2 separate regions of the Mus musculus genome follow, and region 1 is linked to region 2. A link is a contact called in public HiChIP or PLAC-seq data. All regions are on one chromosome and are shown on one strand. The core of a region is the stretch at or near the end of the contact, and the rest is flanking DNA. Distances in the headings are between cores, read along the strand shown. Region 1 has its middle 15 kb from the start of Gm30402. Region 2 has its middle 49 kb from the start of Gm20750.

The links. HiChIP or PLAC-seq counts read pairs in DNA pulled down with a chosen protein or histone mark.
Region 1: a contact with region 2 is called in an H3K27ac HiChIP or PLAC-seq map of the HPC-7 cell line, with 5 times the contacts expected there. The contact joins two enhancer-like sites. A contact is called at or near these places in 1 of 15 datasets of contacts at CTCF or cohesin (CD8 T cells), 3 of 484 Hi-C or Micro-C datasets (CD8 T cells, double positive thymocytes and nephron progenitors) and 1 of 115 datasets of contacts at active chromatin or transcription factors (the HPC-7 cell line).

The regions. Positions count from the first base shown.
Region 1 is chr3:52,970,337-52,974,954 of GRCm38.p6, reverse strand. No RefSeq gene overlaps it. Among named protein-coding and RNA genes, the nearest start is that of Gm30402, 15 kb to the right of the region's middle. Within about 2 kb of position 1,799, at least 21 of the 459 cell types and tissues checked have an H3K27ac peak or open chromatin away from gene starts, as enhancers often do. A contact at or near this core is called in the HPC-7 cell line, where this site is marked.
Region 2 is chr3:52,877,048-52,881,142 of GRCm38.p6, reverse strand. No RefSeq gene overlaps it. Among named protein-coding and RNA genes, the nearest start is that of Gm20750, 49 kb to the left of the region's middle. Within about 2 kb of position 2,637, at least 81 of the 459 cell types and tissues checked have an H3K27ac peak or open chromatin away from gene starts, as enhancers often do. A contact at or near this core is called in the HPC-7 cell line, where this site is marked.

The DNA of each region.
Region 1 (4,618 bases), core at 550-3,049, 95 kb before region 2:
TGTAATTCACACATTCCATCAAGATGGGCCCAAATCAGGTTCTGTCAACTCCCACACCACCCCGCTTTCCCCTGCTCCAAAACCAGAACCATTACATAGCTCAACAGACTTTTATTCAGATCGGAGGCTTTGTTAGCACCAAGGATTTGATCCAAGATTCTCTCTCTCTGTGGGAACTTGCATGGGCACCTCTTCCCCAAGCACCACAGCAAAAGCAGATGGCCGTCTTGGAGCGGGTCAGAAGTCCGGGACTCTGACAGGTTCAGAGTTCTATTTGCCAGGTTGAATTGCTTGTAATTAAAATGCTCCTCCTCCTTCTCCTCCTCCTCCTCCTCCTCCTCCTCCTCCTCTTCCTCCTCCTCTTCCTCCTCATCCTCCTTCTCCTCCTCTTCTTCCTCCTCCTCCTCCTCCTCTTCCTCCTCCTGCTCTGCTCTCCTGAACTTATCCTAGGAATGAGCAGCATTGATTCATGCATAGAAACAGATCTGGCCCAGAAGCGAACGCTACCACTAAACATCAGGGACATCCAGTAGAGATGTCAAGAAAGCTAGTGGGCCTGTGGTGAGCAATTAACCTTCCCCTTGGGCTCGATGTTTCCTACTTTTCAAGGCCATGGACCACAGTCAGGGTTCTGTGTGGTGAGTTGAAGCTGGCGTATGCATCCTCTTGTTTCTCGCCTTTTTGACTGTTCTCTCTCCATCCCCTTGCCTAAGCCATGCCTACAATCAACATTCTTCGTGTTTTGAGTCTTGTTAGTAACACTTCATGACATCAGTTAACATTTATCTGCTTTCTAGTGGGGGGTGGGAAATGCCTCATTAGTCTCGACACTTTAGTGGGTGAGGGCTCAGAGACACAAGCTGGCTTTGCTCCTTCCCGACTGCCTTGTGCTAATTGTCAGACTGCTCTCCAGTTGGAGAACTCACAAGGTGAGGCCTGGCCACGTGCATGCGCATCTTGAGGCAGTATGAATGGCTGGAGTCCCATCAGGAATCTTGTATTTCAAAGCCTTCCAAAAGAAGCAAGCAACAGAGCTTTTCCTATTTGGGGAGCTCCTCGTAAGAGCGATGGCATTCTCTCTGGTTGAGTATGAAATGATCTGCGAAGGGGGTCATGCTGGGACCATGGGCTGCACCCAAGCAAAGCCTGAGTCCTGTGCAGGGAGGGAGGCAGTCGCTTCCATGAGTCACTTTACAGAGTGCAAGCATAGTTCTGCTGGAAGAGCCACGCTCTGATCCTTAGATTTCCCTAGTTCCAGTTCCAGTTCTGAGTTCTGTCACCATCAGTGCCACAGCCAGTTCGTCACAGCAGGATGGAGTGACCATGTCTGGGCAAATCGTGGAAATAAGAGACAGAACACAGGTCCCCCGAACAACAGCTAAGGTTCCCCCGAACAACAGCTAAGGTTCCCCAAATGAAGATGAGATCCGGATTTCACACACCGCCCGACTGAGAGGAGCCAGGGTCTCTTGCCACCTCGGTGCCACCTGGGTGACACTGGCAGGCACTCTCAGACCCCTCCTGCTCACAGCCATTCGGTGTACGTCTTCCTGCACTTTCACACGTGTGCCTGCCTTCTTCGCACTCGGGGACAATGAGATTTAGTAACCCATTTTAATGAGGTAATTATATTTTAGCTCTATTATGTACAATTATGCCCGCCCTGAGTTGTTTCAGCCAGAACATGTGGGTGTTGACCTGTCAGTCGGTTTTGCTGCCCCACTGGGCCCAGTGTCTGGTCACACGCTCATGCTGATGCCACCCCTACTATGGCTCTGCAGGGGGTTGGTGCCAATACAAGGCAGGGGCACATGTAATTTCCTGTCCCGCCCAGAGGAACTCCTGATTGCTATGTGGTGGCCCACATCTTCCTCATCTGTTTTCTGAGCTAGCAAGATTACTTATCCAGAGCCCCAGCTAGTCCTCACGTTTGCAGGGGCTGGAAAAACAGGCCTGGCTAACCACCCGGGAGCATATAGTCTTTATTTCTTAGCTCTACGTGGTTTGCTAGCAGGGACTGGGGCTTACTGGGTGGGGATGCAAGCCCTAAACTGCCATAGAGTTGCCACCATCATGAAAACTCAACACAGTCACTCAATAAACACCTGAAGTATACTTTCTCAAGGGTAGCCCCTGGAACCACAGTGTCACGTCCTGGCTCAGAGTTCCGCTCAAATGTCCCGGCCTGGTCTGAAAGCTGCAGTCTTTGCTCTTAAACATCGTTCAAGTACTTGGTTCATCATATCTCTTCAGAAAACACGCATCCCTCTCCCACCTTCAGCCCTTTGGCCCCCAACTGAGGGGGCAAAGAATTTATGAACCATTCGATCTAGCACCTAGTCAAAGAACCACCCAGCCGATGAGGTCCTGTCTCCTGCCTGCTTCCAAGGCCTGCCTTTACTCTACACACTTTCCATTTTGGATTGCCAGTTGGGCCCTTGGTATCTTTGATGGCTTGTTCTCATACCAACTCCGCAAGGCAGACACAGGTCTTGGCAGGAACCAGGAGGGTTGGAAGGCTGGAAGGACAGCCCAGCAGCAGCAGCAGCAGCAGCGCAGAGATCAAAGCCACGTCTATGCATCTCATACTCTTTCTTTCCTCTCTATCCTCCATCCACCTCAATGCCAGGAGAGAGAAAAAGGGAACAAGCCTGATTCTAAAGCCATCAGAGAGGTGTCGTTAAGGGGGCAAGTCACTTGCTGCTTCCGGGGACTCTTGGACTAAGATAGAAACAGTATGTGCTTTCCAAATTAACTTCCTGGCAGTTTGGGGAGAGGACCTCAAATGATTTAAGTTTCCCTCACAGTGGGCTCATCAAACACAGGAAATTCAGGAAATTGTCTGTTCCTGAAGCTTCTGATACACAAAGGGAAATAAAATTTATTTTTTCATTTCCCCATTGAAGTTTGGTTCTGAAAACGTACCATCCTTACTGGCTTATATTTTGTTCCCTTGACTGTGGTGAATTCAATATTAATATGCGTGATAAAATCACTTATTTTTGAGGCAATGCTAGTCTCTGCACATCATTATGAAATTAATGTTATTGTATTGAGATAATTTCTAGGGAGGGGGTTGAAAACTCATTATTAGTGAGATATTCTGATGATGTAGCGCGAGGCAGTGACATCGAAACATTAGCCCTCAGACATGGGGGTAAACATGGTGTTCTCAGGACCCGAGAGATATGGATATTATAAATTTCTTGATATTACTGTTTGCCTTCTTACTTTATACCTCGTAGTGTCTCGATATCAATGGCACAGACTTAAACATTTCTCACACAAGGAAACATGAAAGCTGTCAGAAGTGTGTGCAGTCACATAAGTAGGTATCTGGTGTGGCCAGTGTGCAGGCTCAGAGCTACTCCCCAGTGTACAAGTCGGGGGTGTTGAATTGTAGAAGCAGCTCTGGGACACTGTTTCTTTTATTATTTTCAAGGTTAAGCGAGGGCATGCCAGTGATAGAATTCTCATCAACCAGCTTTAGGTTCCTGTCCTCAAAAAGACATCTTAGTCATGGCTTTCAAAGTTTTCCACATTCTCTATTGTTTCCAAAACTGCATGTAATTTTAAGGCTTTATGAAGCCTTCCCTTTGCTGGTGGAAAGATGTTTCTAAAAACTGCCAGGCCATTTGTTTCTGTTGTTCAAAACAGAATATCAGATACTCATTAAACTGTGGGGGATGGGGGAAGAGAGTTATATTTAGATTTGATATAATTTATATAATGCCCCAAAGATATGATCAGTGAGGCGATAATATGAAATTTCTTTTCACTTCTGTGTATTTTTATACAATGTGGCAGGTGTTCTTGTTTATAATTATCTAGTTTGGAGGAAGATTTTTAATATTTTTTTTAATATTGAGATAGTTTGTAAAAAGTTAAAATAGTGGCAATGCTCATATCCATACACCATTATGAAACTCATGTTTTTAATCTTGAGATAATTCCAAAGGAGGGAGGTTGGAAATTCATTATTAATGAGATATTCTGATGATACAAAGCTGTGGTTAGAGACATCGGAACATTGGCTCTCAAACATGGGGTGTAGGCATTTCTATGCTCTTGTGACCCAAGAGAGAAGTCTGACTTACCGAGAGACCATCTGTTGTGAGGGGTGTCCCATGCCTGACACCTGCCACTCCACATAGACTATCCTGTCAAAGGACGTCTGATCCAAATGGATTAAGACATAAACATTATTGAACAACCCAGTTCACAAAGTGAGGGTTTGTTGGATGTTACTTGTTGGCATTTTCATTTCTGTTATGTTGCTTGAGCTGGATTAGAGAAAACAAAACACAGCAACTTATTGTCCCTACTAGGGTCTAAGCAACAACAGGAAAGGCCAGGTGAAGAATGACACCACACCCGGGACTTGGTTTCTTCTTCAATAAACTGGATCTTCTCTCGGGATGCCCTTTTCTCCCTCTTCTCACATCCTGAGCTCTTGTTCGTGCAGTGTGCAAAGCCCTAAGCACAGACTCCTTCCTTAGGCATCACAGCATTAGGATCAAGACAATATAAAGCGCCCAGCAGACAGCTAAAGTAAGAAACACCAATATCCTCAAATAATCTTATGAGAGATGTTTCTGGAAGATGTTTTCTAGGCAAA
Region 2 (4,095 bases), core at 1,388-3,887:
GAAGCTGGGTGCTGTGCCCGTGGGTGACAGAAAGAAATCAGGAGGAGGCAGAACCCTGACACCCAGGCACTCTACTGTCTTTTGTGGAAATCCTGAGTGCTGAAAATGTATCCTGAGATATCCACTACTGTATCATTGTTAATTGTTTGAACTTGAAAAATATACTCTGGCTGTATAAGTTGCAAGTTATACTTGGGTAATAAGCACTGAAATATCTAGAGGTTAAAAAAAAAAAACTAAGTAACTGTCTTCAATAGATAGCTAGAGAATGGATAGATGGAAAGAAAGAAAGAAAGAAAGAGAGAGAGAGAGAGAGAGAGAGAGAGAGAGACAACGGGGAGGGGAGGGAGGAAGGAAGGAAGGAAAGAAGGAAGGAAGGAAGGAAGGAAAAGAAGAGAGAAAGAAAGAAAGAAAGAAAGAAAGAAAGAAAGAAAGAAAGAAAGAAAGAAAGAAAGAAAGAGAGAAAAGATGGATGGATAGATAGATAGATAGATAGATAGATAGATAGATAGATAGACAGACAGACAGGTTAGAAAGATAGGCAGGTGGACAGACAGGCAGATCACAAGTAAGAAAGCATATGAATAAGGGGTTGCAGGTGTGTTTGCACTAATTTTATTTAGAGTTATCTAAGTTTAAAAATATTTCCCATTTAAAAGTATTTTATTTTATTTATTAATCATTCCATTCACTTACATCTCACACAATATCCCACTTCCACAAGGTCCTCGCCCCACAACCTCCCTCTCCTCCCTTCCCTTTGCCTCTATGAGGGTGCTCCCCCACCCATGTACCCTCTCCACCCCTCCAGCATCCCCCTACACTGGGGCATCAAACTCCACAGGCCTCCCCTCCCATTGATGTAAATTAGTAATGAATAAATAAAATTCCCAGGATCACAAGAGAGGCAAGTTCCTCTAGGTCTCTGCCCTGAGCGGGGCATGTTTATCATGGAAAAACTTGTAGCCCCTCTTGGAAGAGGCAGACTCAAGAGACACGACTTTCTAAAAACCCATTTGATGAGGGGGGCTTATTGAAATGTTTTTAAAAATTACCCGAAGGAGTCTGTTCTTTTCTGTTCATATCCACGACTGAGCATGTTTCCAGAGTCAGCTATAATTCAGGGAGAAATGAGTGACTTGTCAAAATAGCCTAGCGCATGCTCAGTATGCTCAGTGGAGGGGAGCAGACAGACAGCACCTGCTGCTGAGACACAGAGCTGTTGGCTTGTCCCTGCCAGATTTAAAGTTCACCCTGCTTTGTAATTAGAGAAAGCAAGGCTCGGACCATTTCTACATCATACAGCTAAGCAGAAGTCTTCACGACTCTCCACTCTGGCCCCTTGCCATCTACAGTCAGAGCAGAGCCTCCTTCAGCCATCGGCGATCCTGCGCACACTGATGGCTTCATACCGTGAACCACTCCGATATTCATGCCCCTGCTGTATATGAGTTATTAATAAAATGATGCCATTAAGCTGAAGTGTACTTTAATTTTTCATTAAATAGAAACAAGGACCCAAAGAAGTTTGCTCTGATTTCCCTTCCCATTCAGGTTAAGAATCTATGTTAGTTTTTTTTTTTTTTTTTTTTTTCTCTGTGACAAACGTGGTACCAAATGGGAAATCATGAACATTTACTCCACCTCCTGAGGTCCCAATGATGAATGGAGGCACAATTCCACTAAGGTTTGCTTATAGGAGCCAATGAGCTTCATGGGCTTCCAGACAGAGAGTAGGTGAGGGTTTCCTTATAGGGCTGTGGGTGCTTCTCTGCCCAAGGGGAAACGTGAGGAAAGCTCTCACCCTGTAAGGAAGAGAGCTCCCCATGACTCATAGATGGAGACCATTGTCCATTGTCGTCTCCAGTCTGACTGCTTTAGCTTCTCCCTGAGACCAAAGTTTCATACAGCAGATGGTACTAGGTGGTAATACCTAGTGACCCTCCCTACCCATCCATGATGATGTCTAAACAGCTAACAAACCCAGCTGGGATACCCTAGCTCCCCAAGATGGTGGCTGCTTGGCTTCGAAGACAGTCCCACACAACAGGCAGGTACCCAGAAGGCAACCTAATTTAATGTTGTCCCATGAGAACGCTAACACCGGAAACTTCAAGAAAAAGAAAAATCACAGCGCTGGTTAAATGCTGAACCAGGACTCAGGAGCCAGATAACCGGTCATCAGCTCCATCGTTCTTCCTACAAAACAAACTGCGCTTGGTGAAGGTGTTTTAATTGTTTCATACTAATACGTTTAAAGAGCTAAGGCAGCTTTAAAGAATAAGTAGGCTACAAAGGGCCTTTTTAAAAGGTTGCACACGGTGTCACTTCTAATATAAGCATAAAAGTTTAACAATTAAGTGCATTTCTTCCCAGAGGAGAGGCAAGGAAGGGTAACCATGCCCATTCTGTAGTCTGTTGCAATTCCCCAATCAAAACCACAAAGCCATGTAACGGAACTAGAAAGAACTCCAGAGCCCTGAGTGGCTGCCAAACATGAAAATGGGTTTAGAGAACAAGAGCTGGAGGTGGGGGAGGTGACTCAGAGACCCAGTACCCTTCCTCAGTTGCAGGCCAGTTCAGCCCTTCATCAGATAAGAACGTTTTTACGCACAATGGGCCAATTTACCTCACACAGGAAAGCCTGTAGCTGGGTTCAGCCCACCACTTCCTGTGGGAGTCAGCAAAACAGCCTCAACCCTTCCATGCCTTTGACCAAAATACATCCAAGACCTCAGAGGAGGCCTCTCTGCTCATCCTGCTTATTTAGTGGGAGGAGACCACAGTCAGCCTCCTGGCAGTCATGAGGATGGGAATGTCCAATCTTCAGGTGTGCTTTTACTGTGTGCCCACACAGGAGATTATATGTGTGCATATACCCGTGTGCACCTGTGTAGGAAGACTTAAACATTTGGAGGGCGGGGTGGGGTGGGGTGGGGTGGAGAGAACTCACTGCTTTATTCATACAAGTTAATTCTTCGCAGTTACAATATTTCCTGCAGTTTAAACAGCAGCCCACAAACACTGTAGCCGATCCCCACACCCGCTGGAGCTCATCCCCCTCCTCCCTCCCTGTGGTTATCCTGGTCTCTTCTGGACTCTGCATTCTGGGATGCAGGGAAACACACTTCTTTCTAATATATTTTCCTAGGGAGAGAAAGGTGTAGGGCGGATGCTTATCAAAACTCGCTGTCTGGATTTCGTTCTAAGGCAAAGTCAAATGGCAAAGAAGGACAGATGATACAATGTCATTCGGCTTACTTGGAAGCAGCGTCCAAACAACCTAAGGCTATGATTATCTCCAGACTTGAACCCTCTCTTCCTTTCCCTGTTTCCCTCACATCCTAAACATTCCAGCATTGTTAGAAGATCTCAAAGTTTCTCTCCTAGGGGACCACTATCCCAAACTATGATGGCTAGTGTGGATTATTAGGTTGACCCAGTCTCAGAAAACCCTGGAAGAGAATAACAGTGAAGGAGTATCTAGATTTGGTTAGACTGTGGTTGTGTCTATAGATTATCTTGATTATGCTAATTGGTGTGGGAAGACTTTCACCGTGGGCGGCTCCATTCCCTAGGAAGGCTATTTTGAACTGTGTGAGAAGAGCTACCTGAGCACCAGCAAGCACGAAAGTGTGCTATGACCAGCTGCCTCAAGTACCTCTTACCTTGACCTCCTTGGCAATGGACCATAACCTGGAATTGTGAGTCAAATAGGTATTTTCTCCTTTAAGTCGATTTTTCTCAAGGTATTCTATCACAGCAACAGGAAATGAAACTGAGACACAGGCCATTAAGAAATTCTTTCATGCCATTGCCCTTTGTGTTGTCTGTACAGGTCTGCGATATGAATAGGAAAGCTGCTGTCTCCTCTCATTCAAATCCTGTATCCCAAAGCATTCTGGCATGGCTCATCACTAAATCTGTTCAGAGGGCTCCCTTGCCCCACTTAGCCCAGCACCACTGATGTGAGAACCATAGTTCTAGATGCAAAGTTTATTTGGTCAACTGAGAGCCCCCAGAGTTTTGTTCTTACAAAAAGGAAGTTCACCCCCATGGGTGATTCTAGGCCAAGTCTAAGATTATACAGAGGGA